Regions from separate parts of the Zea mays genome. Here region 2 is linked to region 1. Evidence: chromatin contacts called from public Hi-C data. All regions are on one chromosome and are shown on one strand. The core of a region is the stretch at or near the end of the contact, and the rest is flanking DNA. Distances in the headings are between cores, read along the strand shown.

Region 1 (4,317 bases), core at 947-3,446:
CCACAGCTGGCGAGTGTGGTGGTTGCTTGGGAGGTGCTGGGGAAGCTGGGCTACCTCTGCTTCTCATCATGGGGGTTATTGTGCTTGGGCTTTTCACGGTCATCGGCATATTCTACAGTGTCCTGGTCGCGACAATGGTTGGCCAGCGGATCTGGCAGCGGCATTATCACATTCTTGCAAAACGAATGCTAACCAAGGTGAGTGTGAGCGCTACCGTGTATTCATTATCACATTCTGTCTCACCTAGAGATGGCAATGGGTACCCGCGACCCGATACCCGATGGGTATTTACTCCATTAGGGTATGTATGTGGGCTAAATATTCTACCCGTGGGTCTGTTATTGGGCAAAAATCTTCACCCAATGGGTAAACGGGTATTAGAACGTTCCGCCTTCACCCATACCCGTTAACCCGTGGGTATAAAATACCCAATATAAACTTAGCCCAAGCATGAACTTTGACTTTAGTCATCCATCTTTTTTACTATTTAACAACCTTTTAGGCCATGATGTCATAGAAGACTTAACGACAATTTAATGACCATGTAATGGAACATGTAATATGCTATGTAGTACTATCCTAGTGTTACTACTTTATCCAATTATCTTTGGTGTGTTGAATGGATGGTTAAATGATGCTAGAAATTTTGTAATGGTATTTAGATGGATATACTTGACATTTTTATCATACAATATTTTGGTAGATGTTTAGCTTTTGTGGGTACGGGTGACCCGATGGGTGACCCATACCCACATGGGTATGGGTATGGGGGTAAATCCATACCCGCCAGTGTATATGGGTGACCCGATGGGGTTATTTTTGTGTCGTGGGTATGAGTATGGGGTTGTAATACCCGGTGGGTATTTACCCATTGCTGTCATGGTGGTGTATTCATGTTTGCTGTCATACGTCCAGGAGTATGTCGTAGAGGATGTCGATGGCGAGCGCACAGACTGGTGTCCGCCGCCGCTCCCTGCAGAGCACATCAGCCAGCTGAGGTCTCTGGGGCTTCTATAATAGCTAGGGTACTCGGCGTGGCATTACCCTACCCAGCTGTACAGGAGGCGATACAAAAGCAGGAAGTCAGGCATACTGCGTTGAAATGTGGCAATATTGATATCTTCTTTTTTTGTACATTGTAATGGCAACAGTTTCTTCCTGACAACCAAAAAGTTTTATACCAAGTGAAATCACGTACTTTACGAAGTCTGCGTGGCTTCTCACCTCTCCAAGTGACTTTGTCATGTTTAAATTCGCGTATCAGCCTATCGGCCTATCCTCCCTCATTCAGAATAACAATTGACAACGGGGATTCATCGAATTCTATACTCCAAAAATATTGACGTTCAAATATTAAAATTTTAAAATAGCTGTTTTTCAATATACCTTTTCTTTTCTTTTCTTTTTTTCTAATATATTTCTATGTTTTGTCTACCATATATCTTTACTGTGCTAAAGTCAACAAATATTATGGGCTCGAGAGAGTAAGGGCAGCTCCAACCAAACCCTCAAATTTTAATCACTATAGTTTGATATAGGATAAAACTAACTTCTTTATATTTTAGATAGTATATAACTCATGCTAATGATACGATTCTAAGGAGGGGCAGGCGGTTCTAACGCTATGATTCTCATGAGGCGTTGATGACGACAATGCGAGAGGAGTTGACGGCGGTGATGACACGAGAGAGATGAGAATGCTAGGGGCTGGGGGCTGGGCATGAGGGAGATGTGGATGCTAGGGGCGGAGGGGGGAGGGTCGCGGGAGAGATGATGAATGATATAAATAATATTATTAAATTTAAGTGAGTAAGAGAGAGTTATCCAGCTATCTAAATCGTTTGTTTTGATGATGTGTTAAGTTTGGATGCAATTTAGTTAGTGGTTTAGTGGAGGTTTTGTGTGGAGGTGATTTGGTTGAGTGAGTTTCGTAAAATATAAACATATGGATTATATAGTGGCATATAGAAAAGAGAACGAAATTATTCAGCCGTCCGATTTCTTTCCCCAAAAAGTAGAAAACTGTAAAGATTTATCACTTACAAAGTTACAAGGCGAACTGCCCAGGTTCTTTCAATTCAACTTCGGAAGCGGGCCTGTTGGGCTTAATACTTCGGTCTGGTGGGCCCATTTCCAGCGACTTGAAGAGCTTGCCAGCCACCGAGGCCTAGCTCACTTCGCTTCGCTTTTCCTTCACGAAAACAGAGCAAATCCGGCGAGCCGGTGCGGCGGCGGAGGGAGACGCCTGCTCGAGAAGGAGCATTAGCAGGAGGCAGCGGAGATGGATCCGGACGCAGTGAAGTCGACGCTCTCTAACCTTGCCTTCGGCAACGTCATCGCCGCCGCCGCCCGCGACCTCCAGAAGGTGACCGACTTCTTCCCCAATATTCCGGCGCCGCCTTACGCTGCCGCAGCTCTGCCTTTGATACCGCTATTGGATCGCGGAGTTTGACTAGGAGGTGGCTAGTGCCCGCGCGCAGGATCTCAGGGCTGGCGTGCGCGTACGCGGAGTTTGATTCAGACTAGGTTTTCTGGTCGGAATATTAGCTACTGACTACGCCCCGGAGGTGCTGAATTGCACCTCTGGGAACGCTTGCATGTTTGCTCGAGTGTCAGGACCTGGTTGCTAGTTCGAATGTAATGTGGTGTTGTGTTCGAGAGTGTAGTGGGGATGTGATCCATGGGAGTAATGGAATGGGCACGATCAATCCAGAACCTATTGCGTTTCAGGCGTTCGATAGAGTGATGGTGCTTGGTGCACAAGTACTTCTCGTGAACAAACTATGATGGCTCTGTGCAAACGAGTTTTGTGTAGCTGGATGTACTGGATTTTGTGCGGTGCGGAGTGGAGTGTGCTTCGGGAATAAGTAACTGAATTTTCCTCTCTCTTGGGATGAGAGTTGTATCGCGAGCCGGGTATTCAAATAACTCTTCTTGAGTTCTCGATCCGCTAAAGAAGATCTTATAGGTACATGTGACACTTTGCATTGTCTCAGGTGGTTTGTGTATGGCAGTGGTTTTTTAGTTAAAGGCCTTATTTCAGCAGTGAGCATGAGCTAGGAATTGTTTGAAATTGATAAAATTTAGAACTCCTAGCTTGTTGGAGGACCATGGACAAAAAAAAAAAAAAAAGAAGACAGATCCATGCTAGCGGCTCCCACATGAGTGTGGTATGGGGAAGGAATAACCAAGGCAAGCCTTACTTCTGAGGCTGCGTCGAACCTAGGACCTTTAGGCTCAGTGTAAAGGCTTCTCACCACTGTCACCATGGATTGGTAAAATTTAAGTTTTTTTGTATGCTATATGGCAAAAGATGGATTGATTGACTCCTGCATACAGCATTGCCTGACTATCATGGAAAAATCATTTATCAATTTTGTTTTTTTGGACATTTTTTGTTGATCCTGTGAACCCGCATTAATTCTTTGTTTGTTGTATCATTGCTTTGTTTCCGTCATTTTACAGTGGTTGGCAGACTCCCCATCTTGTTTCTACCATTTTCAGTAGTTTTTACATTCCATTATGGTATAGATATTAAATGTTTCTTCCTTTTTTTACCTTTGAATTTCACTTCTGACATTGTAAACGGAGCATGTTTTCTATGTGTTCCATTATGGATTTTAATTTTGTCATGCTGACATTGCCGCACATGATCTTAGGAAATGGTGGCTAAAGACAAGGCTCAAGCAGCACCTGCAAGCCATGATGAAGTTGATCTTGATGAGTTGATGGATGTGAGTCGAAGAAAAAAGTTTATTTACTTTTTCCCTTGAATTTGCCTTATTTGTGTGCAAATAGTATGTGTTATATCGTGGGTTGTCAAATTCATGGAACTTTTCACCAGGACCCTGAACTTGAGAAGTTGCACGCGGAGAGAATTGCTGCCCTTAAGGTACTGATCTTCATCTTTCACTTATGAAGCTTATGCAAGCGTTATATTCTTTTTATTCCTGAAAGCTCTCTGTGCAACAGAAAGAGGTTGAGAAGCGTGAAGTGCTAAAAAGGCAAGGTCACGGTGAATACAGGGAGGTAATTGAAGGGGACTTCCTTGGGGAGGTTACTGGCAGTGAAAGAGTCATATGTCATTTCTATCACCGTGAATTTTACCGTTGCAAGTATGCCATAACTTGTCTTTCTTGTTTTCTTGAGATATTATTTTTGTTGTTGGTACTTATGGAAATATTTTCTGTGGATATTTGCTAGGATCATGGATAAGCATTTGAAGGCCCTTGCTCCTGTCTATGTGGGAACAAAATTCATCAAGCTTGATGCTGAAGTGTGTTTACGACTACCACTTGGCTATAAATTACTTTGTTT
Region 2 (4,317 bases), core at 1,241-3,740, 840 kb after region 1:
TATGATCACATTTGCATGACTTAATAACTTCATGTAACAAAATTAGCTTCAGCATATATGAACATGTCATTTTACAAAGTTATCTGAAAACTATGTCATGTACTTATATGTCCTTACAGAAAAAACAATACAATATCAAATATAAAAAAAGGATACTCCTTAAACAGCTTGTCATAGTAACGTTTGACCAGCCTTTTCTCCCAAGTAGAATCCATCTCATCTTCCTCGGAAAGAATGAACCTTTTTACATGAATAGAAGTAAAGTGAGGCACTTATGAGTTTCCCAAAACCACAGGCACATGTTGCACTAGGAACACTTAACAGACAAGGTTCTGACCTGTATCCTTCTCTCAGCGTATCTTTATCAGTTTTGATGGGCAAACTACTATCCACATTTTTCTCGTGGCCATAAAACTGAACTGTTTAAAGAGAAAACATGTATCATTGGCAATATACAAATACATTCATGCACGAAACGAAGGATAGATGTGATGTATGCTAAGGTTTAAGAAAACTCTTTCACACCAGTATCGTGGAAGACTGGGATACATAAAATAAGAGTTTTTGAAACCTAAAATACAACTCTCCTAGTTTTGAATCCGTGCATCGGAGATTACTCATACATATATCCATGTAGAAGTAATCAAGTACTGCACCGTTAGAAGTATGTCAACCAAATCAGTTGCTAAAGAAACCCACCAAAATCCAAGCAACCCCACTTAAGATTATACTTTTCATGTTTCCAAAAAGTTTATACTTCTCCTAAATGCACATCTAGTCAGGTATCAGTATATCATACATGACTGGGAATTGGGATAGTAGGACATCGATTCCTTTGTGGAGAAAACAATCCAGATTTGAATATATTTTTATTGAACTAGGGAATGGCAAGTTGCAGATCGAAGTATGTTACCAATGTCAATGTGTATGGACAAAGGTAGACCCCAATTCTTCTACAATAGAGGGGACTGTCCATCATCCTATTTCTTTTGGAAACTAAGAGTAAGCAAATAAATAGCTCAGTACATGCCACTATCTTAGTTTCCTTCTCACAACGAAAGGTTCATTCTGTGAATTTGTGATCTATCCATGGGATGGCATTGGGCAGAAAAGTAACATTGTACCAGGTTGGAGGCCAGGGCTTAAATCCCATGTAAAGAAAAATCCACATTAGAATATTCTGCATTAAGCTAACTGCCATGTTATATTTAGAAATACATAATCCATGTATGAATGAAGGTAGCCCCCAATTCTTTCTAATGTAGAGGGGACTGTTCACCATTCAGTTTATTTTGGAAACCAAGGCTAAGACAATAAATAACTCATTATATGCCACTGCCCCAGTTTCCTCTTCACCATGAAAGAGCAAATAAAATCTGCCCACACATTTGCAGTGGGACAAGGTACCAATATATCAAACTTAAAGCAATGCCGAAACCAGGCACACCAACACGTTGAATGGTTGTGATCAAAAGGAGAAACCTATAAAGGGAATACAATAAGATTTTGTGTGTTGGTTGCTCTGATCCATGCATAATGCACCATTTGAGGTAATTAGTAATAACAGAAGTGCGAGCAGCTTGTGGCATATACTTTCGAGCATCACGGGTATCTTGTATGTGCCCACGCATACTGTAACAGAAGAACTGCAAGTTATAGATGTTCCCTTCAATTTACCAGTTATACTTTGGTTTGCACATCCCATTATTCTATCACCATGTTATTCTATTCTGGAACCATTTATTTCACAACAGATAATACCTTATTAAGGTACACAGTTCCCAAATGAATCATTGAAGAATGGAGGGGAAAGACTGCGTTGACATGTTTTTGCCAGAAAAAAAACTGCAGGAAAAGGTCATACCATAATCCTTCATGAACTTCTTATGGCGATCATAGGCATTGAGCCCGCGGATGTGCGATTGGTACTGCCTGCATCCATCAAAACCCACGTTCAGCTTATTGAGACCACAGTCAGCACAAACACCGGAAGAGTATACTGAAGTAAGAGCCCGTGATTCCCGCCTTCAATTACTGCACTAGCCTACACTAACTAGTAACTACTGCAAAGCAATTGCAGACAGATAAGTAAACTATTGGGGTTCGTGGACCCAGTAATAGTTTTACATTTTTCAACGGTTGAGGCCCAAAGAGTGCTGGAACCATATAAAATATAGCTCTTCAACAGCCGTGATAGAGGCTAGGGTTTCTCTATCCAGATTGAGCCGCAGGAATCTACCTAAGAAACAAACGCACCAAAAGATACACGAAAGGCTTACATCTTCCTCTCCTCCCTATCGAAGATGGCGGATTTGAGCCGCCCTAGCGACGCCATCGCAATCGCTCGCCCGCCCGCTGCGCGTCAGCCTCGCCCCACCCCTGGGCAGCCGCGAAGGGCGCTGGAGCACCAGCTCCGGCCGCCGCACCGCTAGGATCTGCGCCGGGTTTTTGGGGGCGGCTGGGAATCGAGCGCCTGGTGCGGCGGCGTCGGTCAGGTCGTGGCGCACCTCCCGGGCCTGGCCTGACCGCCTGAGCGTAGTGGAGGCAGAAGAAGGACGGGACTAGGTGGCCCGTGGGCCGGAGCCTGGTGTTACCACGCTTAATGCCTGATGCGTCCGGTGTGGCCCATTTTGGCCCACTTTGTGATGTTTGATGTAGAGACTAGAGAGTCGGTTGGTGGAGGACTGGGTCAAAATGTTGTATCGTGTAGAACATATGTTTTCCGTTCTTTTTTCTGGCACTACCAGAGACGAAAATTAAATATATCTGCTATATATAACATTCAACTAAATTCATCAAATAAATTGTATTCAAACTTAACACACTATAAAAAAACAACAGTTTAAATCACTAGATAAATTTATCTCTCTTACTCAAATCTAATAGGCAATATTATTTAAATCATTTATCGTCTTTCGTCCCTCCTCTTCCGCTACAGCGTCCCTCCCTCCCACTCCTCTCACTCACGTCGTCGTCACCATCGACTCCTCTCCTTCCCTCCTGAAATCGTAGCATTAACACAGTATATAATATACTTGTTATATAAAATAAAAAAAGTCTATTAAGGACATTTGGTTAGAACATATAAGCGGACTAGTAAATTGTTGGCGATATAAGGTGACGATATGTTCACATAGATATAGAAGATTGCTGATACGATCATACAAATATATAGAAATGGTTAGTGATAGCAATGGGTACCCGATACCCGATGGGTAAAAACTATATTAGGACATGGTTATGGCAAATTTTGATACACATGGTTATTTTATTGGGTCATTTGTTATACTAATCGAATATAGTGGGCATGAGTATGTTCTCTCTTGCCTTATAACCGCTACCCGATAGAAAACTCGCTAGCATATGACATGTGGGTTTGGATTAAGGGACTTATTCTCTCTCATGCATAGGCTTGTATGGTATTGCCATTTAATGCTAAATGTTGTTGACCACTTGATAAAATTATGTTGGGTTCAATAAATTTATCATGGTAACATAAGATAATATGTTATTTTGGCATCTTTCAACATTGATAAGGTATGAGGTTTCAACATTTTGTATTTGGTAGTTACTTTTGCGATTCAAAATGATCTTGTGTACTATAATGTTACTGAGTATGGATACCCGCTACCCATATTGGGTAGGGTATAGCGTAATTTTGTACCTATGATGGATAGTGGGTATAGGTACGAGGCATTTTTTCTATAGTGGATATGTGTATGGCTTTGTGTCCTATTTAGGTACCTTACCCATTGCCATCCCTAGAAATGGTAATATAATCGTTAAGCAACCATGAGAAATGTGACCAATGGCATGGATTGACTTTGTCTGAAAGCATAAGGAAGCAGTAAAATAGCACGTTTGCTTAGCTTTAATTCGTACTGATTTCTACTGCTTTTACAATGTTTTGTCTTTCGATTGCAGCTGCAACAGTCTAAACAACTAGCTTTAATTTGAAGTGAATAACCTCAAAGATGATAACACGCATGGTCTGGTTCCCTCTCAGCTTTTGTGTAAGGTTCTTTCTTCTCTTTAACTAGGTGGATGCCCGTGCGTTGCAACGGAAACACATAATAACCTAACGTAGTCTGAAACAGATATAGAGCTGCAAAGATGGGTCCAAGAAATGAGGCGAACATAGATCCAAATTTCCTAAGATAGTGAAAATGACACATGATTATTATAGAAAAACATAAGTATTCACATTCTAAGATATAAAATAACATAAGAGTGGAACGAGGGCGTCCATACTGTCCGTTTCGTGGGCCTCGCTCCTGCCGCTCAAGCACGAAAGAAGCCTCGGCGTCGCGTTCTGGC

The links. Hi-C and Micro-C count contacts between places; a contact is called where the count stands out from the background.
Region 2: a Hi-C map of ear shows a contact between it and region 1, with 3 times the contacts expected there. The contact joins the promoter of LOC100277486 here to the promoter of LOC100304368 in region 1. A contact is called at or near these places in 2 of 25 Hi-C or Micro-C datasets (ear and tassel).

The regions. Positions count from the first base shown.
Region 1 is chr2:235,241,906-235,246,222 of Zm-B73-REFERENCE-NAM-5.0, forward strand. It overlaps LOC100304368 (Thioredoxin domain-containing protein PLP3B), which reads left to right and starts at 2,197. Exons shown (of 8, transcript NM_001165806.1): 1 at 2,197-2,365; 2 at 3,660-3,734; 3 at 3,845-3,892; 4 at 3,973-4,115; 5 at 4,204-4,276. The coding sequence starts at 2,282. It overlaps LOC100282791, which reads left to right. Exons shown (of 7, transcript NM_001155697.2): 6 at 1-197; 7 at 916-1,244. The coding sequence ends at 1,017.
Region 2 is chr2:236,084,174-236,088,490 of Zm-B73-REFERENCE-NAM-5.0, forward strand. LOC100277486 reads right to left here and starts at 2,491. Exons shown (of 11, transcript NM_001365993.1): 1 at 2,280-2,491; 2 at 1,865-1,932; 3 at 338-419; 4 at 157-240. The coding sequence starts at 2,335.